3 separate regions of the Zea mays genome follow, and all the other regions are linked to region 2. Evidence: chromatin contacts called from public Hi-C data. All regions are on one chromosome and are shown on one strand. Each heading gives the region's core, a stretch centred on a gene start, on an enhancer-like site or on the middle of the called end of the contact. The rest is flanking DNA. Distances are from core to core; before and after follow the strand shown. Region 1 holds the start of LOC103652370 (homeobox-leucine zipper protein HOX10). Region 2 holds the start of LOC100192546. Region 3 holds the start of LOC100193311.

What was found. Hi-C and Micro-C count contacts between places; a contact is called where the count stands out from the background.
Region 1: a contact with region 2 is called in a Hi-C map of leaf, with 5 times the contacts expected there. The contact joins the promoter of LOC103652370 here to the promoter of LOC100192546 in region 2. A contact is called at or near these places in 5 of 25 Hi-C or Micro-C datasets (bundle sheath, ear, endosperm and 2 more).
Region 3: a contact with region 2 is called in a Hi-C map of leaf, with 4 times the contacts expected there. The contact joins the promoter of LOC100193311 here to the promoter of LOC100192546 in region 2. A contact is called at or near these places in 3 of 25 Hi-C or Micro-C datasets (bundle sheath, ear and leaf).

What each region holds. Positions count from the first base shown.
Region 1 is chr3:176,798,556-176,802,523 of Zm-B73-REFERENCE-NAM-5.0, reverse strand. It overlaps LOC103652370 (homeobox-leucine zipper protein HOX10), which reads right to left and starts at 2,682. Exons shown (of 5, transcript XM_008677972.1): 1 at 2,504-2,682. The coding sequence starts at 2,682.
Region 2 is chr3:176,086,715-176,090,464 of Zm-B73-REFERENCE-NAM-5.0, reverse strand. It overlaps LOC100192546, which reads right to left and starts at 1,358. Exons shown (of 4, transcript NM_001361515.1): 1 at 938-1,358; 2 at 451-567; 3 at 253-338; 4 at 1-147. The coding sequence starts at 1,291. The coding sequence ends at 78. It also overlaps the pseudogene LOC112268477.
Region 3 is chr3:176,718,236-176,722,188 of Zm-B73-REFERENCE-NAM-5.0, reverse strand. It overlaps LOC100193311, which reads left to right and starts at 1,779. Exons shown (of 5, transcript NM_001394745.1): 1 at 1,779-2,046; 2 at 2,518-2,649. The coding sequence starts at 2,609.

The sequences.
Region 1 (3,968 bases), core at 1,433-3,932, 710 kb before region 2:
GGAGGCCGTATGAAGTTAGCTGGGCAGCTAACTTCATAGAGCCGGCCGTAGGAAGTTAGATTTTCGTTTGACTGGTCAACAGCTGAAACCTAACTTCTTAGAGGAGGTCGTAGGAAGTTAGCTGGGCAGCTAACTTCCTAGAGTCGGCCGTAGGAAGTTAGATTTTTGTTTGACTGGTCAACACCTGAAACCTAACTTCCTAGAGGAGGCCGTAGGAAGTTAGCTTTTCGTTTTACTGGTAAACAGATGAAACCTAACTTCCTAGAGGAGGTCGTAGGAAGTTAGCTTTTCGTTTGACTGCTAAACAGCTGAAACCTAACTTTCTAGAGGAGGCCATAGGAAGTTATCTAACTTTCTACGGTTTTTTAACTTCCGACGGCTTTTATAAAATACCGTAGGAAGTTATGTTTATTTCCTAGAGCTACCAGTTGCCTCTCGGAAGTTATTTATTTCCTACGGTTTGTTATAAAAGCTGTAGGAAGTTAAAAAACCGTAGGAAGTGTATAATTTTGGTGTAGTGCGGCACTCCGGCCTAGAGATGTCCAAATGGGCCGCCCGACCCGGGCCGGCCCGGGCCCGGTGAAGCCCGGCCCGTCAGGCACGGTTATAAAACCGGGCCGGGCCGTCTAGGCACGCGGGCTTAATTTCCTGTCCGAGTCCGGCCCGCATCGGGCCTAAACGGGCCGAGTCGGCCCGTTTAGCACGAAAAAAGCAGGCCGAAAAGCGGGCTATGCGGGCCGGTAAGCACGTTTTAGTGTAAAAAAGAGGGCTTAACGGGCGTCGCTTATTCACGCGGGCACCGGCAGATCGCTGCCACCGGGGTCAAAATCCGGAATGGTTTTTTTTTTCTTCTCTGTGCCAAGAATCATGATAGCAAGTTTAATAATAGAGTCTATTGTTGGATGTAACTACTTACTATGTCATCTAAAACTAACAATAAACACGCTCATATAATAAAGCTGGTTCTAAGGTTGGCTATTAGATGAATGTATTGTTTTCATCTTTTTATCTTGAAGCGCCCTGGCTCTTACGTGAAAGTCTATTCACTTTACTTCTTTATGTGTCGAGTTCATTATTGTACTTCTGATAGCTTGGCCAGCTCTGTGACTGTGTCCTCCGCGGGACAGGGCATCGATCAGACTCCTCCCACTCCCGGTCGGACGTACTCAAGCACAATGCAAATAAAACATCACACAGGTTGGCATCCCGGTCATATCGCGCTGCTAGTGCTAGCGCGCGCCACAGATGGAATCTGGACGTGCATGGCGCGGGGGTCAGATCAGATCGCACGGATGGCTTTGTTTATCTGCGCTGCGCTGCGGCGCTTGTTCAGTGAGCGAGAAGGACATTAATTAAAACGAGCTGAGGGCCAGCATTTTTTAGAATATAGTAGCACTGATGAATCCGGCTGCGGCTCAGGCGCAGATACGATCGGCATAATGCGCTATCAGCGCTCGTGATCCATCTGGCAATACTAACGACACGGTCGGCCGGACAGAGCCCTCCCCCGCCTGGGTGTCTGGAGATATCCGAAATCGTCGCACAGTGTACTATTGATTTGTGGCTCTGCATACCAAACTAGTTAACACGGTTATTACGAGCGTCAAACGGTTAGGACAATCTCCGCCGCAAGGGAACAGAAGCGTGTATGACTGTATGTCCGAGATCGGAAATCGTGGCTGTTATATATGCAGCCAGCGCGCGTGGAACCCATGACGGAACTGAACTGTTTCTTCAGAACTATAATTGCAGGTGGTGATAATGCTCTTGCTCTATACCGTGGACGCAATCAAACAATGCATGGCTTTGCCACGGAGATCAGCAGGATGGGGGAGTAGACACCAAGCCTATGATTTGGTGTCCCCCAGCCATGACGAGCGCGCGGGGCAATTTCTTGCAGCCGTCCCGACTGATTGGAATACGAACGGGACACGCGATCCACATCATATATGGAACAAAGCTGGCTCTGGCTAGATTGGATTCCTCTCGCGTGGTCGTGGATGGATGCATGTGACAGCCGAGGATGGAAACGACGAGCACGGCTCCGCTGGCATCGACTAGAAAATTGGCCGCGCGTTCTTATCGCTCCGCGGCAGAGTGAGAGGAGAGTCTGATGGGGATGGAAGAAGCACACGGAAGGCGATTTTGTCAGCACCATGGCTCGCAGTACAGTACAGCAGCCGAGCAGCGTTTGAGATTTGATGAGAAGCAACAACGTACTAAACTGCGTTGCGATGTGCGGCACCAGATTTTGCCATGTCGCGGCCGGCCGCACTCGATGAACTTCCTCGTCGTCTTTACTCAACGGTCTGCTGTGGAGAAAGAGAGCGGCTCCTATATACAGTACGTGGTGACCAAGTGAATAGGCCGATTGACACCATCAGGATCTGCTTCTGCCAGTACTAGCTACTCTACTTGAAAAGGTCGTTTTCCTGCCGTGCTCAACTCTCCGTCCATTTACGTCTGGCGTGAATGGCGGTACGATTGAGAGACAGATAGAGACCTTCTTCCCTGACCCGTGTCTGACGCGGACTCCCTGATGACCTCGCCACGGGTGCGTGACTGCGACACCATGTGGATGGCTGGCACGGCTGGGCTGACCCCGTGCAGGTGCAGCTCACTCCAGCTCTTCCTCGAAGGCACGGGGAAGCGCGTTTCTTCACAGATTTCCGTGCGCGGCATGGGTGCCCGTCCGCGCGTGCCCAGGCGACAGCGGATCCTCCAGGCAGGGCAGAGTCAGACGGACGGGAGCCAGCCGAGAATATTTTGAACCTGCGTGCGTCGGTGCCCAGGCCAGGGTGCGTGTGTGGGTCACCTCACCTGCTAGCCGGGTACCGGGTGCGAGTGGGAGCACCTACGTCGGTGCACGCCACCTGGAAAACGAGCCAGAACCAAGAGCGGATATAAGGGCATGTACAGTGGAGAGACATCAAAACGGTTCTCCAAGCACAAGAGACAACTAAGAGACTCTATTATACAATGGAGTGTCTATAAATGCAGTCTACTAATAAATACAAAATTAAATGCATTTGTACAACAGCAGATCGATAGAACAGACGACAAATTCGTACGATAGGAAGTGAGGTGTCTGTTACTACTTGGTTTACGAGCCAGAGGCGTCTCTTCACGGAGAGATCGCTCTAAGATTTTTTTGCAAATACACCCCTTAAACACATTAAGAGTCTCCACATTAAACACCATTGTACATGCCCTAAGGCATCCACAGAAGAGCGTGGCGATTGCTACATGCCAACAGTGCCTGCGATTTCGACGGAGGCCCGTGGGGTTCAGCTCGGTCCCGTCTCCGGATGAACGCAACCCCACTTCACCAGTTTTGAGACGAATAGACACCGAAGAGTCCTGGCTGGTGAGCCATAGACCAGTTACGTGCGAACTGTGACATGCATGCCGAGGGCCGAGGGGGTCAGTCAACTTCGCGTCGGCGTCGCCACGTATTTTTTCTTTCTTCTTCGCCTTGCTTGTCCGGTTAGTTTCGGCCTAACGCGGCCTACTAATTGGAGCTAGCAGCCACAATCCACACACTTCAACGCCAACGCATATATATACGCGCCTCCTATATCACCGCATTAATTGTGTGTTCGATAAGCACGGTCAGAGTTGGCCCCTGACACCCCACGAAAGGCATCGAGTCAAACCGTCCACACCAAACCAACACCGCTCGGTGAATTCAGCGAAGCAGGCACGTGCTCGGCACATTTCGGCCAGGTCAACGCACCTACTACTGTTTCCACTTCCAAGGCCAAATATTGTTTGGTGCAGTGCCAGCTGACCCGGGTGCTTCGTTCGTTCGCAGCAAAAAACCAGAACGACATGTACGCTCACGACACGTACAAGCCTTGATGGTTAACTGGTTGATTACATTTAATTTGAACAGGAATTTGGGGGCTTAGTAGGGTGGAGGAGAGAAGATGCACACTGCTGCATACCGACACGAGTAAGCAGATTCC
Region 2 (3,750 bases), core at 109-2,608:
TGTCCCAGAAGCAATTGGAGAGTGTAGCAGTAGCAGTAGCCAGTCTGGTAGACAACTAGCTAGACCTGCTTGCTTGATCATTCCTCCGCGTCCGGGTCCGGCTCGAGGCCTGCGATCTGCTTCAGTGGCTTCCAAACAAAGCTTCTCCTGCACGCGTGCAACAGGGCCACACGTACGTAATCAGGCCTTAGCCACAAGTGGTCCCGTGTGGGAAATTTAGACATGGAGGGAGGTAGAAGGAAGCGCATGTACCAGTTGCCGCATTCTGCGATCACCCTGACTTTGGGGCGGATGTCCGGGAGCATGGCCAGGAACTGCAGCTCAGCCTTGGACAGAACCTGCACGTAGACCAGACGAGAGGCCCGAAGAAGAGGTTCAGGAACAGAGCACTCGTCAGTGGTGTGCCGATCGATGGAGGCGCGTGCATGTAGATGTAAGCAGGCACCTCACCTTGGCTTCGATGATCCAGACGACGAGGCCTTTGGCGTCCGGGTGCAGCAGGCTGAGCCTGTAGTCCACCTCCGGCGGGAAGTACCACCGCGCCACCGGCTGCCTGCCGAGGCTAGGCTGCAGTCACCGCACCGCCACTCCAATCGAGTCAGTTCGTCGATCGACCGCTCGGTTCCCGCACGCGACGAAAGGACACGGCACAGCCACAGCAGCAACAACAAGCAAAGAAAGAGAGAAGGGAACGTATGTCGTGCTCACGTGATGTCCGTGCTCATGTGAGCACTTTAAATCGTGAGTGTTCTTTCTTAATCCAACGATTAGTGCTTTTTATTCACTTAAGTCCTCTCACCTTAACGATGAGTGTTCCTGGCCAGCAGCATGATCGTTAGATTAAGAAGGAACACTCACGATTTAAAGTGCTCACATGAGCACGGACGTCGCGTGAGCACGAGATACGTTCCCAAGAAACTAAAGGCGTGCTACGTACCGGGCAGACGGGGTGGACCTTGGTGAGCGTGGTCTCCGGGTCGCCGAGCCCCCGCGCGGAGAGGTCGAGGAAGTAGTAGCCCTGGTAACGGAGGCGGTTCAGGTAGCGGCCCTCGTAGCCGCCCTCGTGCGGCGGGTAGATGGCCAGCGCCTTGTGCTTCTCCACGTCGTCCAGCCACTTGCCCAGGTCCGGCCGCACCAGGTCGCCGCCCACGAAGTCCCACACCGTGCTGCGCACCGACACCGACCCCCGGCCGCCCCGCGACCCGCCGCGCCGGCCGCTGAGGAGCGAAGGCGCCGGGACTGGGGACACGGACACCGCGCGCGCCGCCGCCGCCGTTGCTGCCGACCACATGGTGCTGCTGCCTGCGGCCGTGCGTGTGGGTGGGTGGGAGTGGAAGTGGGACTGTGGGAGGAGTCGCTTGATTGCTTTTGAGCCTGTGGCGGGAAGATGGCTTGCGCTGAAGCTGAAGTGGGGAGGAGGGGTCGCGGATAAGTCTCCAATCCAGGCCGTAGGTTGGTCTGTCAGCCGAACTGCCCAAGACTGAAAGAGCAGAGTACATGTGTTACCACTTACCAATCTGTATTCAGATTCTACTCAGAGATCGCACACAGTACGGATACGTGAATTTTCTTTAGATCCAAACAAAATATTAAAATGCATTAAAAGTTACATAGATCATTAATCCTGTTAAGGCCTATTTTAGAAACTTTAGTTTATTCAGACCCGCCAATTCTGAAGGTGATTTGTGTTTCCAAAGTCTAAACTGTCCCAAAAGAATGTCATCAACTGGAAACCCACGTAAATGCATTTGTTTTAGAACGGAGGGAGTAAAATTTCGGTGTGGATCACGTTGACTTCAGAAGTTATTTGAAAAATTAAAATATAAAGAACTTAAATAAATATTTAGGCATATAACGATTTGAGGACACCAGCTTAAAAAACCTTTTAAATTAAACAGTTAGTAAAGTAGGTCACGCGCTCTTTTTGCTTTTTTTAAAGAAAGATGGATGTTGTGCATCATTTGTTGGGATGGTCGTGCTTAGTCTGTCCCAGCAGGGTTCCAAAATTTTATCCACTAAGATAATATTTCTAGTCTTTCACATCACCATTTAAAAGATTCTATCATGTATATTTTTCATGCCTTCAGCAGCAGCAACCTCTAAATTTTATCATCTATATCTCATCATCTATTTTTTTCCAGCCATATTAATGAGAAAAAATTCAAACGATATTTTTTCCATTCACCAATTGTGTACTCCCTCCGGTCCTGAAAAAGATGTCGTTTTAGACAAGGTTTGAGTGAAACATATAAAACTTTGACTATAAATAATAGTTTTGAAATCTAATATATATATACATATATATATATCTTAAAAATCACTTTTACAAAAGTATAAATATATTAAGAGTTTATTTGTATTTACAAAAATATTGGTCAAAGCTATATTTTGAAGACCGTGTTTATGTTCTAAATGACTAGCTTCTGTTGCATCGGACACTGGTCACTAGAAAAACAATCCTCTTTTAGTTTGTTCCTTATCCGCCACTAGGCAAGGCTATAGAGGAAGTTCGCGGTGGTGACAACATAAGAGGAAAAAGATGGCGCGCATGACAGGACGGTCGTGGAGACCAGTGGCGAACGCAGGATAAAATTATAGGTGGAGCAACATTATAAAAGCTAAATCACTAGATTAGATCACAACTCACAAGATAAAACTAGTTTTATGATGACAATATGGAGGATAAGTAATAATACTAGAAATGTTTCATAATAACATGCATACCGAAATTTCTCTCTTAATCTGCAGTGCGGCACCAAAATCACCGACAAAAATCCAATCTACAGTTAGAAAAGATGTATATTAGATGAACATCAATACAAGAAAAGTACATTGATGAAAATAGTGCAGTGAATATACCACTAAGTTGTTAATCTTGTAGTTATGACTCGAGGCAAGTGCATTCTTCTAGTTTTAAGACGCTGGAATCTTCTAGTAATAGTCTCATCATCAAGGGATTTGAATATCTCTTTGTCTGTATAGCAAACCATCAAATCATTCATCCAATCATCTTCAACTTTGTTACGCAATTCTCTCTTAATGATGTTCATTGCCAAAAATATTCTCTCAACACTTTGTTGAGACGGGTAATAACAAGGCCTCTTTAAAAGGCCTTGAACTTTGTCCATACTGTCAACAAGAGAAATCTAAACCCTTTGATTGGCATGGACCATTCAGAACATATGCCCTTCTCACTTGGTCTTGGACATCTTTATCATATTCATCAATTTATCTTTTTAAAGCGGGATCTATAACTATGTCATCCGGATTGAACGTCCCTCCAACAGTTGGTGTGTTATTCACATTATTATTAGCACCAGTGCCAGAGCCTCTTGAAAGTGGCTAGAAAAACCTTCGCATTTGCTGAAAATTATAGAAACAATATTTGATAACACACAACAGTTACCAGTTGTTAACTGAAATTCTATGGGCTGGTGTATTTCGTCGAACATCTTACGCGGAACAACAGACTGCTGCCCCCATTCGGCTAATCGGCTCTAAGAATCGAACTCTGCTTTGGTGCTACAGGACGCCAGGTCGCCAGTGCTAGCAGCCTGCAGCCTGCCTAGCTACAAGTGCGAGTGGGAGAGTGGCCGACGGGCCGAGCATAGAGCACAGAGCGAAAGCGGGAGAAAGAAGAAGGGGCAGGGGAGGGGGTTTACCTGTGGGGCGGTGCCGCGGTGGGATGTGGGGCGGCGGTCGGCGATGCGATGGAACGGTGGCCGATGCCAGCCGACGGAAGACCTGAGA
Region 3 (3,953 bases), core at 530-3,029, 630 kb before region 2:
CGGCGAAGTGACTGCGGTCACTTCGGCTCTGTAGACTAGAGGGCGTGCGTCAGGATAAAGGTGTCAGGCCACCTTTGCATTGAATGCCCCTGCGATTTGGTCGGTTGGCGTGACGATTTGGCCAAGGTTGCTTCTTGGTGAAGACTGGGCCTCGGGCGAGCCGAAAGCGTGTCCGTTGCTGGAGGGGGTCCTCGGGCGAGACGTAGATCCTCCAGGGTCGGCTGCCCTTGCCCGAGGCTGGGCTCGGGCGAGGCGCGATCGCGTCCCTTGAATGGACCGATCCTTGACTTAATCGCACCCATCAGACCTTTGCAGCTTTGTGCTGATGGAGGTTACCAGCTAAGATTTAGGAGCCATGAGTGTACCCCTAATTATGGTCCCCGACAAATCTTAACAATATGTGAAAAATTTTTTAGATCACCATTCATTATCACTCTACCCGGCGCACAGCAAAGGGCGCTTAGGCGGCGGCCCGGCGCGATGGCCGATGGGTCAAGGGATGAAAACGAGACGAAAAATTCCCGTATCATCCCGTATCGAATACTATTTTTCCCCGATCATTTTCGAATTGTTCGAAAACCGATTAGAAACGGTAAAAAACGATTTAGCTAGTTTTTTGACTGTTTTCGTATTTTTCGTTTCCGGGTCGTGCTAATACCGTTTTCTACCGTTTTATATAATATGAGATAGATCTAGCATATAATTTATTTAAGTTATAGATTTTTATTGTGTTCAAGTGAATGAATAAGCGAAAAACAAATGTTATAATTACTCTAACTAATATGAATGATGGAAAAAGAGTTGTTTGTGTATTTCTAAATCTTAAAAATTAGGCAATACATCACTTTATTATGTTTTTGTTAAAACTACAAAATAGTTATTTTTTGACTATATTTTATCGTTTTCGATCGTTTTCGAATAACCGATAATTCCGATTCCGTATTTCGACTGTTGATTTTCGTTTTCTTCCCAACAAAAAGATATGAAAACAAAAACAATTTAGCTGTTTTTTTATCGTTTCGACATTTCATCCTAGATGGGTGAGCGCGGCAGCTCGGAGGATGCACGTGACGCCGTCGGGCGTCGGCAGTGGGGAAGGCTGGTTCGTGATTTTTTTTTAGTCGGGCTCCACTGAAGACTAAACTAACCACAACGTGGACCGATCTTGTATAGGTCTATTTTTTGTAATTTTGCTAGAGCTTCGGTTTCTCCTTTGTATATTAGAACTGCAGTCTTTGTATGACAGACGAGTGTAACTCCATAAACCGAGAAGAAGTTACTAGCTGCTCAGCAGATTCACACACTGCCTTTGCCATTCTAGGCATGCGACGGGACGGTTTGTACAAACAAACACGAGATCTTTTTGGAACGTAGGAATTTTATAGGAGTAACATAGTTCAAAAAACATAGGATGAGGAAAAATTATCCTTTAATCCAAAAGAGGTCTAACTGAAAACTAAAAACACAAGCCACGCATTCTTTGCTAGTGCATTGATCCATGTATCTTTCGTTTTTACTACTGCAAAGCCAGCTTTCGTCATATCGTAATCTAAGAATGCGGTATGGCTTTTTCGTCAGGCATCAACCAGCTTCCACTGCTTTGGTGGCTAACCATCCTCACCGTCACCGACTCCGCTAATCACCGTGCCCCCGGATGGCCGGGCCCCTCTAGGGCCAAAAGATTTGTCCGCGACCGTACGCGACGAGGGCCCACCTGAGGAAACGGGTTATTTAACCAGCCGCGCGCTTCCCATTTTCATGTGCTTGCTTTGCTTAAACCAGCTCGGCCTTTGCTTTTTTGCAGCGGGGTATATATCTTCGCTATATATACAACTCCTCTCCTGCTCCGCTCTTCAAGCCCACCCAGAGCTCTGTAGAAGAGAGGGGAGGAAGGACCGAGGACCAACCGGAGCCCCACTCGGCCGCCGCCTCTCACCTCCACCGACTGCCTGCGTCCCACCGCTCCTGCTGCCGCCCGTTGCTCTCGCCATTGAAGCCCTCGCCGCCTCCGCCCGCTTGCCCGCCCTCCCGTCGGCTGCCTTCCGGGTACGCGCCACGCTGCCTATGCCGCCACCGGTTCTTACCGCGCTTTCATATTCTTCCGATGCGTTCTTGCTGGGAGGCGCTTGATCTGTTCTTGGTGTTTTCGGGGTTCTTTTTGCTCTGGTGGTATGGTGGTGGTGGGGTGTGTGTGTGGAAGTGGAACCACCATTTGCTCGATTTGGCGTTCATTCGCTCCCTTCCTGCAGCAGATTTACCTCCTTTTTTCCCCTCCCTTGTTTCTTGCTTGATTTGTTGCCTTCTTTTTCGGTAGATTCCGGTTCGCAGCTTTACCTCGCGTCGTTGCTCCCTTTTAACCGACTTGCTCCCATTCATGCCCTTCATGCTTCGTCTAACGAAGGTTTCTGCTTCTGTTGTGTCTGCCCTTGTGTGTCATCCGGGCATCTTCTTGTTTGCTTGCTTTTAATGAACCGCGAAAGCTAGCGGATCCTGACGTGTTCCTTGTCTCTATTGCAGATGAGAAGCGGCGCAACCTGGGCGGTGGAAGCGTGGTCGGACTGAGCCTTCGTGGGGGTTAGCGCCGAGAAGGATCCTGGAGATTAAGCGCATGGGTTCCTTGGAGGCCCGGTACAGGCCGACCGGGGCAGCGTAAGATCTCACTGTCCAGTCTCGATCTACCCTCCCCTTCCCCTACCTCTTCACTCACCTCAGCCCGCTTGCTGCTCACGCTTTTGTGCTGGGGTTCTGCTCGGTGTGGATAGCGATAGCGTGCTAATCCAGGTTCAGTCTCAGATGCGCCATTTGCTTTACCATGTGCGGTCATGTGCTGCGTGCTGTATTGATTTGCATCTAAGCTCGTATTGATGCCTGTGTCTGGGGTGTGGTGGTGCCATCCTCCATTCTTATCATGCAATCTTGCAGCAGTGAGTGTTGCGGTACTACTACCATGTACCTTTGTACAAGATGCCGTCCCTTCCCTTCTGGTCGCTGTTCCGTTCACCATGCTCCGCCCCCTCTATTTGGTAGGTGGTGCTGGCAGTGGTGGTTATGCTTTTATGACATCTTCTACCAGTCCGTCAGAGAAACTAGCAAGAACTTTGCCCCTTCTCCCAGCCCATGATATGCATGGATGCTGATGGTTCGCCGACGATGCGTTTCAAACTTGTAAATCTGCCCATCCTCACACTCGTCGGGATTTTCACGGTTCTCCTGGCCGAAAGTTACTCTCTGGTGTGGTGATTTTGTATCCCATATCTGGATTCTAATAACAATCAACAAAGATTTTGCTTCGAGCTCGGCCGTTTCTTCTGCCGTAAAGCGCGCAGCCTGGCGTCGGTGGCCATCCATGTGTTCGTCCTGCTGTTTTGACCCCAAAGACTGCACCTTGTGACAGCAGCCCTATTTTAAATGCCGTAAAGCTGCCTAAGTGACGCTCCTCGGCCACGTTGAGCAGGTCAGCTACTGCTGCTGCTTGGTGCCTCCTCTGGCCCCGGACCGTTGAATTGCCGTGCTTGGCGTGTAGAAAATGGCGCGTTTTGGTGTGTGCCCTACCGGTGATTTCGGCTATCTAAGTAGGGTCCATATTTTTGGACCAAATTTTTTCGACGATGTTTACCCCTAGTACTGGGAAGAAAAAGCTTTCTTCTCTGTAGCTGGGATGCAATTTTTTGGTTGCGTGTTCCACGGTATTCAAAGAATATGGAGGGTTAGGTACCAAACATCTTCATTTATGCCCATCTTTCCCAAAAGATGTGACTAATAAAGTAGAGGTCTCGACAATAACAGAGTCCACTAATTTCCTTTGGCTCCTTTTAAATTCTCAGTGCTGGGTGTGTATTTTTTCCTTTAGCCTTTTTTCTTCTACAGGCAAACAACTTTTGTTTGATTCAGCACTTTACACACATACATACGTGATACCGCAAGTTTTTGCTCTAAAAAAGATGTGCTTTGAA